Regions from separate parts of the Mus musculus genome. Here region 2 is linked to region 1. Evidence: chromatin contacts called from public HiChIP or PLAC-seq data. All regions are on one chromosome and are shown on one strand. The core of a region is the stretch at or near the end of the contact, and the rest is flanking DNA. Distances in the headings are between cores, read along the strand shown. Region 1 holds the start of Cntfr (ciliary neurotrophic factor receptor). Region 2 holds the start of Phf24 (PHD finger protein 24).

Region 1 (6,418 bases), core at 1,386-3,885:
ACCTGAAGTCAAGGAAAACGTCTCCAGTGTCCCAAGGTCTCGCAAACTTACTAATTCTGGGATCTCTATTATTGTGGGGCTTCCAGTCTGGGGGTATGACTTCCACTCTGTCATGGGTGAGGCACGTGGTGAAAACGGGTTCCACTGAGGCACGGTTTGAGTGAAGGTGTCCATGAGTGTGGTCTACCTTACCACCGCAAGAGAAGGGGCTGGCGCAGATATGGGCTGGCCTGCTCTCTTACCAGACCTGGAAATGGAGTGTGACCAGAGGTGAAGGCCTGTCTAGGAAGCCTAGCTCTACCCATAGGCCGCTGTTGGCCCAGCTCAGTGGGAAGAATTTAGGTTCTGAGCTAGGTGACCACAGGATGGAAAGGGGACAGATCCTTCCTTGTTCCGTGGGTCCTCAAGGCCTGAGCGCCAAGCCGGAGTCGCAGCCCAAGAACACACATCCCCATCTTCCCGCCAGGTGTCGCTGCGGCCCCGGGGAAATGAACGTGTTTGCTGGTTCCGCTCCAGGAGCTGCCGTCCGACACACCACCACCACCACCACCACCACCACCACCACCACCACCACCACCACCACCACCACCACCACCGTGGGTCCGACGTGTGTCCCTCCTCATCTTCCCCCACACTGGGTCGTATTCCTGGACTTGTGTCGTCTGGTGCGAACAATGAGCCTGCATCAGGTGGCTGCGGCAGTGATGATGGTAGCCTCCCTGTGCCCTGGTGTCGTTTGTGTGTGTGTGTGTGTGGGGTAATCCTGACTGCCCTCAACCTGCAGAAGGAGCATCTGAAAAGTCAAGATGACCCACTCAGGACTTGCAGATCTCCGTGTCCGTTTGTCTGCCTGTCCCCAGACCGGTGTGAGCACGTAGTCTCATCAGCATCGGCTACTCCTCCAGAACCTGACCTGGTCCAGGCCTACCATCAGCACAGAAAGACAGTTCGTGTGTGTGTGTGTGTGTGTGTGTGTGTGTGTGTGTGTGTGTGTGTGCGCGCGTGCCCGCGCCTGCGTGTGTTCCCATCACCAACGCTCCGTATTTCGTCGCCCTTCCTGCATTCCTTCCCGCAGCCGACTAGTTAGGGTCTGTATCCTGGGGAGCTGAGGTGGGTGCAGAGAAGCTGGTTGTGTGCTCTGACCTGAGCTTCGCTGTGTGTCCTTAAGCCCTGGCCCACCTCCTCTGAGCTCCAGTCCAGCCTGACTCCAGACCGTTGGACGGTGGAGCCATGGAAGTGAAAGCGGAAAGCCCCAGCAGTGGCGGGAACGGTTTTTCCTCTGCAGCAGAGTCTCTGAGGCATTGGTTGGGAAAGGGCCCGGGCGCTGTAGGCAGCCTGCTGGGGAACGTGTGAAGAAACGATATTTCCCTCCCCTAGCCCTCAGCCGGGGAACAGTTCCTTGGAGGGGTAAGGCCCAGGGATTATGGGTCAAAGGCCAGTCGAAAAATCCAAGGGGGTGGACCTCCGGTTCTCTGCCTCTGCCATCCCCTTTGCTAATGCGCGTTCGTGTGGCCTCAGAAGTTGATCAGGTTGTCTAACCTTAATCTCCCATATTGCAGACAGAACAGGGGCCTACCTAGGTCCAGTGAAGTGAACACCCTGCCCCCGCCCTCCAAGGCCCAGGCTGCGGGGTGTGTGTGTGTGTGTGTGTGTGTGTGCCAGAGCCAAGCTCAGCTCACAGAGTGTTATGCCCTGCCCTAAAACCGTCCTACCAGGCAGTTAAGTCACAGCTTCCCTAGCTCTCTCCTGGAGGCCGCTTTCCGCTTTCCAGGCCCGGTGGCCTAGGGAATGAGTAGTAATGGCAAGGGCCTGGGTATCCATCCTGGTCCGCTGGAGTCATGGAAGCATAAAACCCGTTAACTCCGGACAAGGGACCAAGAGGGGCTTGTTGATGGGGGTGGTAGAAACAGGGGAGGAGTGAGCGGGCTGATTTATGGGAACTGGGGGCTCTGTCTGGTACTCCTCTCGAGGATGCTAGAAGGACCCCAGAGTTGGTCCCGGGTGTGCCAGAGTGTCCGTGTGAGACACTGAGGGACAGAACGGACGACCGTGTGTGCAGGAGAGACCTGGCCAAAGCTGAGAGTGTGATGAGCGATCACTCGCGGGTGGGTGCGCTCCCGGCCGCCCTAGGAGAGCGGGCGGAGTGGGTGTGGGTGTGCGCGCGCGTTTGCAAGACCCGCGGCCCGAGCGCGCGTGAAGCACGGGGTCCATAGCCGTCCAGAGGGCGCGCCGGAGAAAGGGCGAATGCGAGGGGGCCACGCGTGCCAGTGCGGGCGAGCGTGCCAGCGGGGGGTAGGGCTCCTGCCTGCGCGGGGCGAGTGGGAGTGGGGGCTCACAGGCCGGCGCGGGCGAGCGTGCCCCCGAGAGCGTGCCGCGCGTGCCAGGCGCGGGAACGTGCCAAAGCGGAGGCGCGCGGGGGCCGTGGCGGGGAGGGGGGGTCGTGGTGCGCGGCAGCGGAGGCGCGGGGAGACAAGGCGAGAGGGGGAGGGGAGCAAGGGCGCGCGCGGCCGAGCGGGCGCCCGCGGTCACATGGGCGAGGGAAGGAGGGAGGGAGCGCGCGAGGGAGGGAGGAGGATGGGGGGGTTAAAGCCGCGGAGAGCAGAGGAGCCGGTGCAGAGCGGGCGGCGGCGGCGGCAGTGGAGGCGGCGGCTCCAGCCGGCGCGGCGCGGGGTTCGGCAGTGGGATCCGGCCGCAGTGCTCGCTCCGCGCTCCTGCCTCGCTCCCCGCCTGCAGCGGCCGAAGGGCGCGGCGCGGAGCCCGGGTGGCCCGAGGGCGCGGTGAGTGTTCCGCGGCGGTCTGCGCGAGGCTTGACCCTCGAACGCTCAAGGCGGACAGACCGGCGGCCCTCGTGCGTGCGGGTAGAGTGAGTGAGGGGACACGCGTGGGCCCCGCGGTCGGGGGAGGTAGGAAAGTTCACGAGAAACTTTGCCCGCAAACTCGGGGGCGGGGGCGCACGAGCAGCAGCCCCCTACGTCCGGACGCGCCAGGGGTTGGGCGTGGTGGTGGTGGTGGTGGTGGTGGTGGTGGTGGTGGTGGTGGTGGTGGTGGTGGTGGTGGTGAAGCTGGGCGATCAGGGCTGGAGGGAGGTGGCCAGGGCGGTTAGTCCTAGTGTCCCTGTTCTTCCCACCCTTGAGCAGCATGCGCGGGGTCTGGGAAAATTCCAGAGCTAGGGGGTTCGCAGTGACCCCCCACGCACCCAAAGCTTGCTTCTTTCTCGAGGGGGAAATATCTGGACTTCAAAGTGCCCGGGAGTGTAAAGGGATGGCTGCGCTTCTGCCAGTGCCTTGGGTATCCGTATGAATCCGCTTGTGGGGCGTGTGTGTGTGTGTGTGTGTGTGTGTGTGTGTGTCTCGGTGTGATCCTGCCTATGGTTTTCTCATGAGTCCGCCTGGATGTATCTGCACGCAGTGAGTCCCTTTCAGTGTGTCTCTTTGTAAGTCCTCTGGTGTGTGTGATTCCAAGCCCGTGGCATATCCCCAAGTGTCTCTTTTGTGAGTCTGCCCATGTGTGCCTTCTCCGGTGTTTCTGGGTGTCCCCAGGCTGTATAGAGTAGTGTATCTCCCGGTGCGTGGGGGGCTGGGCCGCGAGGAGGTCACCAGACGGACAGCTCTCCACGACTCCTCTCCTCTGCGAGCTTCTCCAGCGTCTAGCTTTCTGGCTCCCTGGCCCCCCTCCCCCCTCCAGTAGCTTCAGGCGGGCAGGACTATTTCACGCCTTGTTGAAAATTCAGGATTTTCTTTCTTTCTGTCTAGTCTCTCTGTTTGAGAATTCATCCCCCTCACCCCCGCATTTATGTATGTATGTGTTTGTGCACGCAAGTCTAGCATCTTGCCGGCAACACTGGGCGTGTGTCTGTATGCTGTGTGTCTTTAACACAACTTGTTCTGCCTGTGATATATTTGTCTGTGTCACAGGATGTATTTGTGTACCCTATCCTCTGAGGTGGTAAGAGTTGAGAATACAGAGTGTTTGTGCGTTAGTCAACTGTTGTGTGTCCTGCGGTCTGAAACATAGGGTGTATTTTTGTGTGTCTGACCCTGGGGGCTTGCCCAATTGGCTCTTCGTGGAGATGCAGAGCTAGCTTGGATCTGGGAGGTGAGGAGAACAGTGAGTCTCATATTTTGTCCCTGTCTTCACTCTGACAGCCCACACAAATCCTTTCTCTCGGTTTCTGAGGCTCTAGGATTAAGATGGAGCTAAAGGTTCAGACTCTGTCAGAACTGATACTCCAGTCGGGACGCTGACTCTACCCAAAGACTAAGAGTTTAAAGTTCACACTCAAGACTTCCTGGGGCTCTAGAATTCACATTCAGATTCACACTGGAACACTTAAGCTCCTTCCAGAGACTGGGGGTGGGGGTGGGGGGTTACACTCAGAGGGCTTGCATTCAGAGTCACACCAGGGGAGTGGGATTCACATGTAGATTTACACTTCCCTTCTGGGGGGGGGTGCTTGAATATCAGCTCTGCTCTCTTCGGGGGCTCACACTTGCATATCTGTATCCTTTCACTCACGGGTTCACATCCCAGACTTAGAACTGGCCCACAGAAGCTCCATGAGGTTCATGAACTGGTACCCCAGTTCTTGACTCTGTAAGACCCCGGAGACCTCAGGTTGACTCATTCATTCAGGGGCCCTGCCACACTGAGATTAGAGGCCCATATTCAAACTCAGACTCAGCAGGAAGAATGCTGAACTCCCGTGTGAATGCAAGGGCTCTCTCAGGACACTGCAGTTCCTGTCAGGCTGCCATGCCCTCTGTGCCAGCCAGTCCCACTCTGACTCCCAACTCTACAAATGGGGCTCGAGTTCAAGTTCAACAGCGCTCACGTGGAGTCATGTGAGGACCTTTGGTTCACACTTAGATTCACCTGGGGAATTGAAGGGTTAGACTCAAGGGGCTAACCTTGAACTCATACCAGGATCTGGGTCACTCACTCAGATTCACAGGAGGATCTGGGTGTTCCTGCTTAGACGCGTATTAGAACTGTAGTGGCCACACTGTGGATTCTCACTTCTTCCTGTAATCAAGTAGATTATCTTGCTTGGATTTTGAAACACTTGGGTTTTTAGAGGCACTGAGGGCTTGACATTCATACTTAAAAGGGAAACCCGGACTCACACCCAGAAAGCCCCGAAGGCCAAGAATTCACACTTGGGGCTCAGCCGGTCTCTGAGCCTACTTTCTGACCCTCTCCGACCCACAGTCAGGGACACACCTCAGGACCTTGGTTCATGCACCCATCTTTCTTGGCTCTCCCTCCAACACTGCCAGAGAACCATACAACCCCACACTTTGATCTTAGAGTTCATGCTCAGACTGACATTAGATCCTGACGCTCGCACGAAACTCCCACTTCCATCCTGTGGCTCACATGCAGACCCACACAGTGCCAGGGGAGTTGAGACTTTGTCATGTGTTCCCAGGCATGTTCTTTGGGTTGTGGTGCTGCATCAGGGGAATCAAGGTGAGGAACAGAGACATGTCCGGGGTGAAGACGGGGCGTCCGCTTGGTTCTGTTTATTTCTGGTCTTTTACACGGGCTGTGATCTATCTGATGAACAAGATGGTGGGAGACACTGTGCAAGTCAAGCCTTTCTACCAGCCAACTAGGCTCTTGGCAGAATGTCTGAGTGGTTTGATGGTACAGGGGTCAATGAACTGTCAGATTCCTCCATGTGCCATGAAATATTCCTTAAATAGTTGTGGGCACCTTTTCTGTGGTGGAAAGGATCAGGGCGGCGGGGAGGTGGGGGTGAGAGACTCAAGTCCTTAGACAGCTTCTCCCCTCAACCCACTCATCTTCCAGGCTGGGGCTGGGACTTCAGGAATGTTCCCAGGTGCATTAGTGATTCTGGGAGAGAAGAGGCTGTCTCTAATTGCACCCTCTCTACTCTCCTCTGCTCCGGCTGGAGAAGGGTAGGGGCCATGTTATGTCTCATGGCTCCAGTGTTTACCCAGGAATACACAACATCCCCCTCCCTGCTCCCTAAAAGAACACTAGCCCTAGGGAGTCCAGGCTGCAGCCCTTCCCAGGACTTTACCTGCCTTAGAGAAATGGTCTTGGACTTCACCAGCCCATGGTGGGGACCAGTGGTGGGACCACCTGAGGCATACTACCCCCACCCCAGCCCCATAGATGCTTACACAGTAGGGACTTGGATCATGGAGGGGGCACATCAGGCTGAAGTGGTCCGGCTTTAACTGCTCCATAGCCTTGAAAGATGTGTCCCTTTGGACACATGCACTCCAGCCTCCCTATGGGGGCAGTGGGGGGGGGGGCTTGGAGGCAAGGCGTTCTGCATTCTGCCCCCCCATAGCGAGTTGAAGTGTAAATGAATCGGAAACATATGGAGTGAATTTTCTTTGAAATGCAGATTGGTTGGGGGGGGGACCATGTGTGCGTGGTTTGGGGA
Region 2 (6,418 bases), core at 2,169-4,668, 1.2 Mb before region 1:
ACAACAGATACTGTAGCTGAAGAGATGGGAGACGATGATCCACTTAGGAACAGGTGTGCTGGGAGAAACGAGAAGCCGTGGAAAATGGGCCTGGAGAGCTCTTATTATCCATGAAAAGGAAGCACTTAAAAAATACATGGGTAGTGTGGGAAGAAGAAAACGGCTACAGTGTGGCCAAGAGAATCTATGGAAAATCCAAGGCTGAAAATCCATACCCATTTGTGTATACTCAAGTGGGGGAGGGGCATTCTCCTCTTATTTCCCTTTGGATTGAAGCATTTTATTTTTGAGAAGATTAAGGCTATGCTCAGGCACTAGTCTGACAAGTTTTGAAATTTAATGTTTACTCAATACTAGACATTAGGAGATGGAACCAAGGATCAAAGTTTTGGGGAGCACTTAGATCAATCAAGTAATTTTCCCAAGTTACCAGGGAGTGTGATATTCAGAGTCCTCAGTGAAAAGACCACCATCATCATCACCATCATCATCACCACCATCATCATCATCCTCATACTCCAACAAGAAATATCTGAGAGCCTTTTGGCCCAGCATCTAGGAGACAGAGATTGGCAGATCTCTGAGTTCGAGGCCAGCCTGGTCTACAGAGCAAGTTCCAGGACAGCCAGGGCTACACAGAGAAATCTTGTCTTGGAAAAAACAAAAAACAAAATAAAACAAACAAAAAGAAGTGTCTGAATTAGAACAAATGCCACCATATTTGCAGGCTTGGTCTTGGTTTTCTCTTAAAACAACACACACACACACACACACACACACACACACACACACACACACACACACATGCTGGGGAGCTGTGAAAGGCCAGAGCACACTCACTGGTCAGCACTTGGGTTTACTAGGATTGTCTCTGAAATATACATATATCTCAGAGACAATCCTGGTATATGTATTTTATATATATACACATATATATGTATATATATATATACACACATATATATATTTATATATATTTGAACTAATGAGAGGGGATTTAAGCTGAAAGGGGATTACAAACAATTTTATGTCAGATGCTAACTAATATGAACCTCTGTCAGATTTGCTTGTTGAGCTATGCATGAGGTACTACAACTATCCAATCCTTAAGGAGCCAAGTACTTAAGGAAGACAATTGGTCAGTTAGGTTATCCATTTTCCTTGGTAGCTTCCTCTTCTCAAGATGTAATCCCAGACACCCAAAGAAATATTTCTCTCTCTCTCTCTCTCTCTCTCTCTCTCTCTCTCTCTCTCTCTCTCTCTCTCTCTCTCTCTCTCTCTTTTTAGGAGACAATGCCTAGAACTTTCTATGCAGCCCAGGCTGGACTTGAGATTCTCTTGCCTCTACCTCCCAAGTACCAGGATAACAGGCACAGATTACCATAGCCAGTGCAGAAATACAGTGTTTTCTTGGTTTTGTTTTTCTGAGACAGTCTCTCTAGTAGCCCAGGTTGGCCTTCAACTTGTGGCAAGCCCCCTGCCTCAGTCTCTGAAGTAGGTATATATATTTTCAAAGGAAACCAGGACCAAGCCTGAGTATATATGTGAGGGACCCATGCTCTGATCGGCCCTTTTTCATTGGGGCCCAGGTCTAGGAGGAGAGTTTTATGAAAGGATACTAGGTTAGGCTGTGTAGAACAGGACAAAGATGAACAGGGACACTCCAGAACAGCTCTGTGGTAAGTTACGTGGCTTGGCCCTTTCACACTCCCATTTTGGATAAGAAGCAAGAATCTATCTTTGGGCCCAAAGTTATACCGTTAGGAGTCAGCTGAAATGGAAGTGTTGAGGGGTGAGACAGGGGTATGGCTGTATCTGGTTCTCTCCCGGATGACAGATGACCAGCAAGCCTCTCTTGGCTCCCATCCTTTCCACCCGTCTGCTTCTCACACAGAACTCATCAACAGTGTCCTGGGTGGTATTTGTGGATTACTGTCCACTGGTGCATATGCAGGGCCACAAGGGAAGTGTGGGTGACTCCTAGAAGTGACAGTGTCTCTGCTTCTTCACCCCCAAGGTCCTGCAGCAGGGAAGGTGGCCCCTCTAGTCCTCCCAAGCAATTCCCGACAAGGACCACCATACCATTACAGTAGTGCTACCAACAAAGGAAGCCATACATTGAAATCAGGGGATTAAGTGGATAACTGCTCCAATGGCCGCATGCTCTGATAAGCTGCCCCCCTCCCTTCAAGTATCACCTCTGCGGAGCATATGCTACGGCAAAGCTCCACGCTTGACCCTTCAGCACAACTTAGTAACAAACAGCCTCTCTTTCTTCTGTCCCTCCTTGACACTTTTCTCTGAGTTAAATGTGAAGAACAGACTTTGTCATTTGTGATCTCGGGCAAAGTACTAAGCCTGCGTCACAAATACCTAATGTTTAAATGGGGGCAATTTGATGAAGCTGTTGTTAAGTATTATGTAAGATGTTTAAACAGATCTAGCACGGTGCCTGGCACACTAGTTCTCAAGAATGCTTCCCTCCCGCTTAGTCCTTCCTCCAGAAACTTGGTCTTAGTGTTTCTGGATAGTCAAGCTCACAGGCTCAGATATCTTATCTTTGATTTGGAGGCCTCACTGATCTTGGTACCCCTTGGGCCCTGTGCTCTTACAAGCAGTTCCAGTCTCCCTGAAAGTCCAGCGTGAAGCCAACCGGGCTGTCATTCAGAAGAGACACTCTACTGGGGCAGTGTGAGAAATGGAATGAACAAAGGCCACAGCCCCATAGAGTCCCCACTCCTTTCCACTATGTTGAGGGGGACAAATGAGGGCACACTGAGTCCCTCAGGAGGTCAGTGCCAAAGTCCTTGGAGCTATGATGCCACAAATGGATCCCATTTCTCCAGCCAAAGGTTCTTTCTTGGCATCTCTAGGGGCACAGGCTGAGATCACCTGAGGTTCACCAATACCACTGAGAAAGTCCCTGAGGTTCCCAGATGTTCTCCCACGGAGCCAAGTCCAGAGACTACGCTGATGCCACTCCACTTACACAGAAGGCCCCCCTGGGGGCCTGGGGAGGGTGCCTCCACACTGGGGCTGTGCAAGGCACAAAGTGCAGAGCGCCCTGGGCGTCTCCCTCCATGCCCGTCCCACGGACGCTCTCGGGGTAGAGGCGGCGGTCACTGGCGTGCATCCACTTGCACAGGGGCCCCGTGGGGGCGGCTCCCGCACCAGGATCCGAGTCCGGGACCGCAGACCCGCCCCTCGGGGTGACGGCGGGGTCCCACCGCCCCCGCCCTCGCTTACCGGGACAGTCCGCGTGCGGGACGCGGGTCCGAGGCCGGCGGACTCTACGCCGCGGGCCCGCGCTGCCCACGGCCGCTCCAGAGCCGACGTGCTGGGCCGAGCACCGGGAGCGGGCGGCGCGGGCGGCACGACAGGCTGAGGCGGCGGCAGCGGTGGCGCGCGCCCTGAGCACGCCCACCCGCTGCGCGTGCACCCGCGCGAGGCGCCCTCGGCCGGCCCGTGGGCGCGCGCCGCCCCACCCTCCGGAGCCTCAGGCGCGGTCCGCGCAGCCGGCTCGGCCGCGGGCGTGGGGCGCGGTGGGAGCGCGGGCGCGCGGTCCGGGTGCCAGGGGGCGCCCGCACGAGCAGCCGGCAATGCGGCGCGGGGACTGCGCCAGCCCGGCCGCCCGCGGCAAGGTCAGCCCGCCCCGGGAGCTGGCCCCGGGTCGGCGCTGCAGGGGCTGCGGGGACTCTCCCACTCGCACACACCCAGAGCAGAGTAGGGTCTGTGTGGATGCTGCCACCAGCAGCTGCCCGGGGTGAGAAGAACTCAGCCAGGCGACTCTGTCGCACCACCCAGGTCTCAGGGCTCACCGAGGGCACTTACCTTCTTCAGGTTCCCACTGAGCTCGGGAGTGGCCAGGAACCTTCACAAAGACCTTGGCTGCTCCATCCTGCCCTGTGCGCTTTGTCGGAGGCTATTGGTCTTCCATCTCCAGCAGCAGCAGCAGAGCTGTACTGTCATGTAACCCACTTTTCCTGCAGCAGCCTCAGCCTTCGGACTAGCCAAACAGCCAGCTTGTCAGGCGGCCAGTGTTTCTGAGAACTATAACGCGCATTGCAACAAACTCCAGGCTTTGAAGAGGGCAAGAAAAAGACCAAGTAATAAAATATCTAGAACTAGTTGTAGGAAAGTAATGGACGATGTGTACACATGCCCAGAACCCTCTTATCTAAATTACATCTATTTTGTGTCTATCAAACACATGTCACATCATTTTTTGAGCATCTAGTATCCCTCTACCCTACCCCCCTTTCCAGGTGGTATAGGAGATAATTTGTCCTCTAAGTAGAATTTACATAAATTTGGAACTATATATTATTATCACCATCAAATTAATATTAAAAATGCCAAGTGTAAAGGTACTATTTTAAAGACCTTAAATGTCACTCACTGTGCAGCTGCAGCTGGTCAGTAGTTGACTGGGGAGCTCAGGTTGGCCTCCAACTCCAGGCAGCCCTCCTGCCTTGGCCTCCCAGAGGGCTGGCATTCCAGGCCTGAGCTACCACAGTGGGTCAAGGCATTATGTCTTGGAGGAGTCACACTGAGGCACAGAGGTTAAACAGCTTGCCTAAAGTAGCAAGCTCCTATGTCATGGAGATGAGATTGAAATCCAGGTGCTCTGATATCAGAACCCAAACTGCCACTGCAGACTGAGAAGCCGCTACAAAATTGTGTTAACAAGAGCCACCATATTTTCCCCCTTGTGAGACTAATATTGAAGAGCAGACTGAGATTTCTATGTAGTCCGATGTACTTACCTTTAGAATCATAATGGACCAACAATTTCAGACAGGGACCTAAAGACCGTCTTGAGTGTTCTATTTCTAGGCTATTTGATGGGCCTGTATGGAAGAGAAGGCTATAATATCCCCTATAGAGGTGTTTGTTGGCTAATTCCTTCTTTCATTCAAAAATATGTGTTGTGTGTCAGCCATCCATTGAACAAACAAAAACCAAGGTGGTCAGAGTCCTGTTAAGGAGCTGCACTATGAGCCATGGACCACGAGGGTCTCGCTCTAATAACCAGTATAACCATGGACCACGAGGGTCTCGCTCTAATAACCAGTAGAACCATAATCCCTGCCACAGCCACATATCTGAACACTGCCGTCCCGTCCAGTCTCCTCTTAACACTCATCCTAGCGACTCAGTCCCTGACACCTCGGGTTTGGTCTGCCTGTGGTAGACATGCCTGAAATCACAGCACTGGGAAGTGGGCAGCAGGAAGATCAGGAGTTTAAAGTCGTTCTAAGACATTTGGTGTTTCGAGCCGTTCCAACCTACTGCAGATGATTTCAAATCACCCCAGAGGTGACGTTTTGCAGTGCATATAATTTGCTTTGATTACTTCACCTCCAATTCTCTCTAAACAATCACTTCCTAAATAATCACTCCTCAACTTCTATGTTTACCCCTCCCCCCCCCCCCCAAGAATCTAGATTCTATGTATAAGATGCTTGTTTTTCTGAGTCTGGTTGTTTCACTCCACACAGTGAAATCTAGCTCTATACCCATCTACCTGAAGATGACACATTTAGTTTTTTATTGCTAAGTAAAACCCTGTTATGTATATAAACTATATGATCTTCTCCATTCCTCTGCTATGTTGATGGCTATGATATTGTGTCTGGTAGTCAATGTCAGCTTGACACAAGCTAGAGTCATCTGAAAGGAAGGAACGTATATTGAGAAAATGCCTCCATAAGATCCAGATGTAAGGTTTCTTCTTCTTCTTCTTCTTCTTCTTCTTCTTCTTCTTCTTCTTCTTCTTCTTCTTCTTCTTCTTCTTCTTCTTCTTCTTCTTCTTCCTTCTTCTTCTTCTTCTTCTTCTTCTTCTTCTTCTTCTTCTTCTTCTTCTTCTTCTTCTTCTTCTTCTTCTTCTTCATCTTCTCCTCCTCCTCCTCCTCTTCTTCCTCTTCTTCCTCCTCCTCCTCTTCCACTTCTTTCTTTTTTAAAGATTTATTTATTTTATTTTATGTATGAGTACACTCTCACTGTCTTCAGATACACAAGAAGAGGGCATCAGATCCCATTACAGATGGTTGTGAGCCACCATGTGGTTGCTGGGAATTGAACTAAGGACCTCTGGAAGAGCAGTCAGTGTTCTTAACCACTGAGCCATCTCTCAAGCCCTGTAGGTAATTTTCTGAATTAGTGATTGATGGGGGAGTGCCCAGCCCATTGTGGGTGATGCCATTGTGGGCTGATGGCCTTGGGTTCTATAAGAAAGCAGGCTGAGCAAGAAATGAGGAGCAAGAAGCACCCCTCCATGGCCTCTGCATCAGCTCCTGCCTCTAGGTTCCTGCCATGTCCAAGTTCCTGTCCTGGTTTCCTTCAGTGATGAACAGCGATATGGAAGTATAGGCCAAATAAACTCTTTCCTCCCTAACTTGGTATTGGCTATGGTGTT

What was found. HiChIP or PLAC-seq counts read pairs in DNA pulled down with a chosen protein or histone mark.
Region 2: an H3K4me3 HiChIP or PLAC-seq map of embryonic stem cells shows a contact between it and region 1, with 8 times the contacts expected there. The contact joins the promoter of Phf24 here to the promoter of Cntfr in region 1. A contact is called at or near these places in 1 of 39 promoter capture datasets (the HPC-7 cell line) and 2 of 115 datasets of contacts at active chromatin or transcription factors (embryonic stem cells and stem cell-derived neural progenitor cells).

Annotation. Positions count from the first base shown.
Region 1 is chr4:41,691,670-41,698,087 of GRCm38.p6, reverse strand. It overlaps Cntfr (ciliary neurotrophic factor receptor), which reads left to right and starts at 2,635. Exons shown (of 10, transcript NM_001136056.3): 1 at 2,635-2,777.
Region 2 is chr4:42,914,243-42,920,660 of GRCm38.p6, reverse strand. It overlaps Phf24 (PHD finger protein 24), which reads right to left and starts at 3,418. Exons shown (of 9, transcript NM_001346526.1): 1 at 3,247-3,418.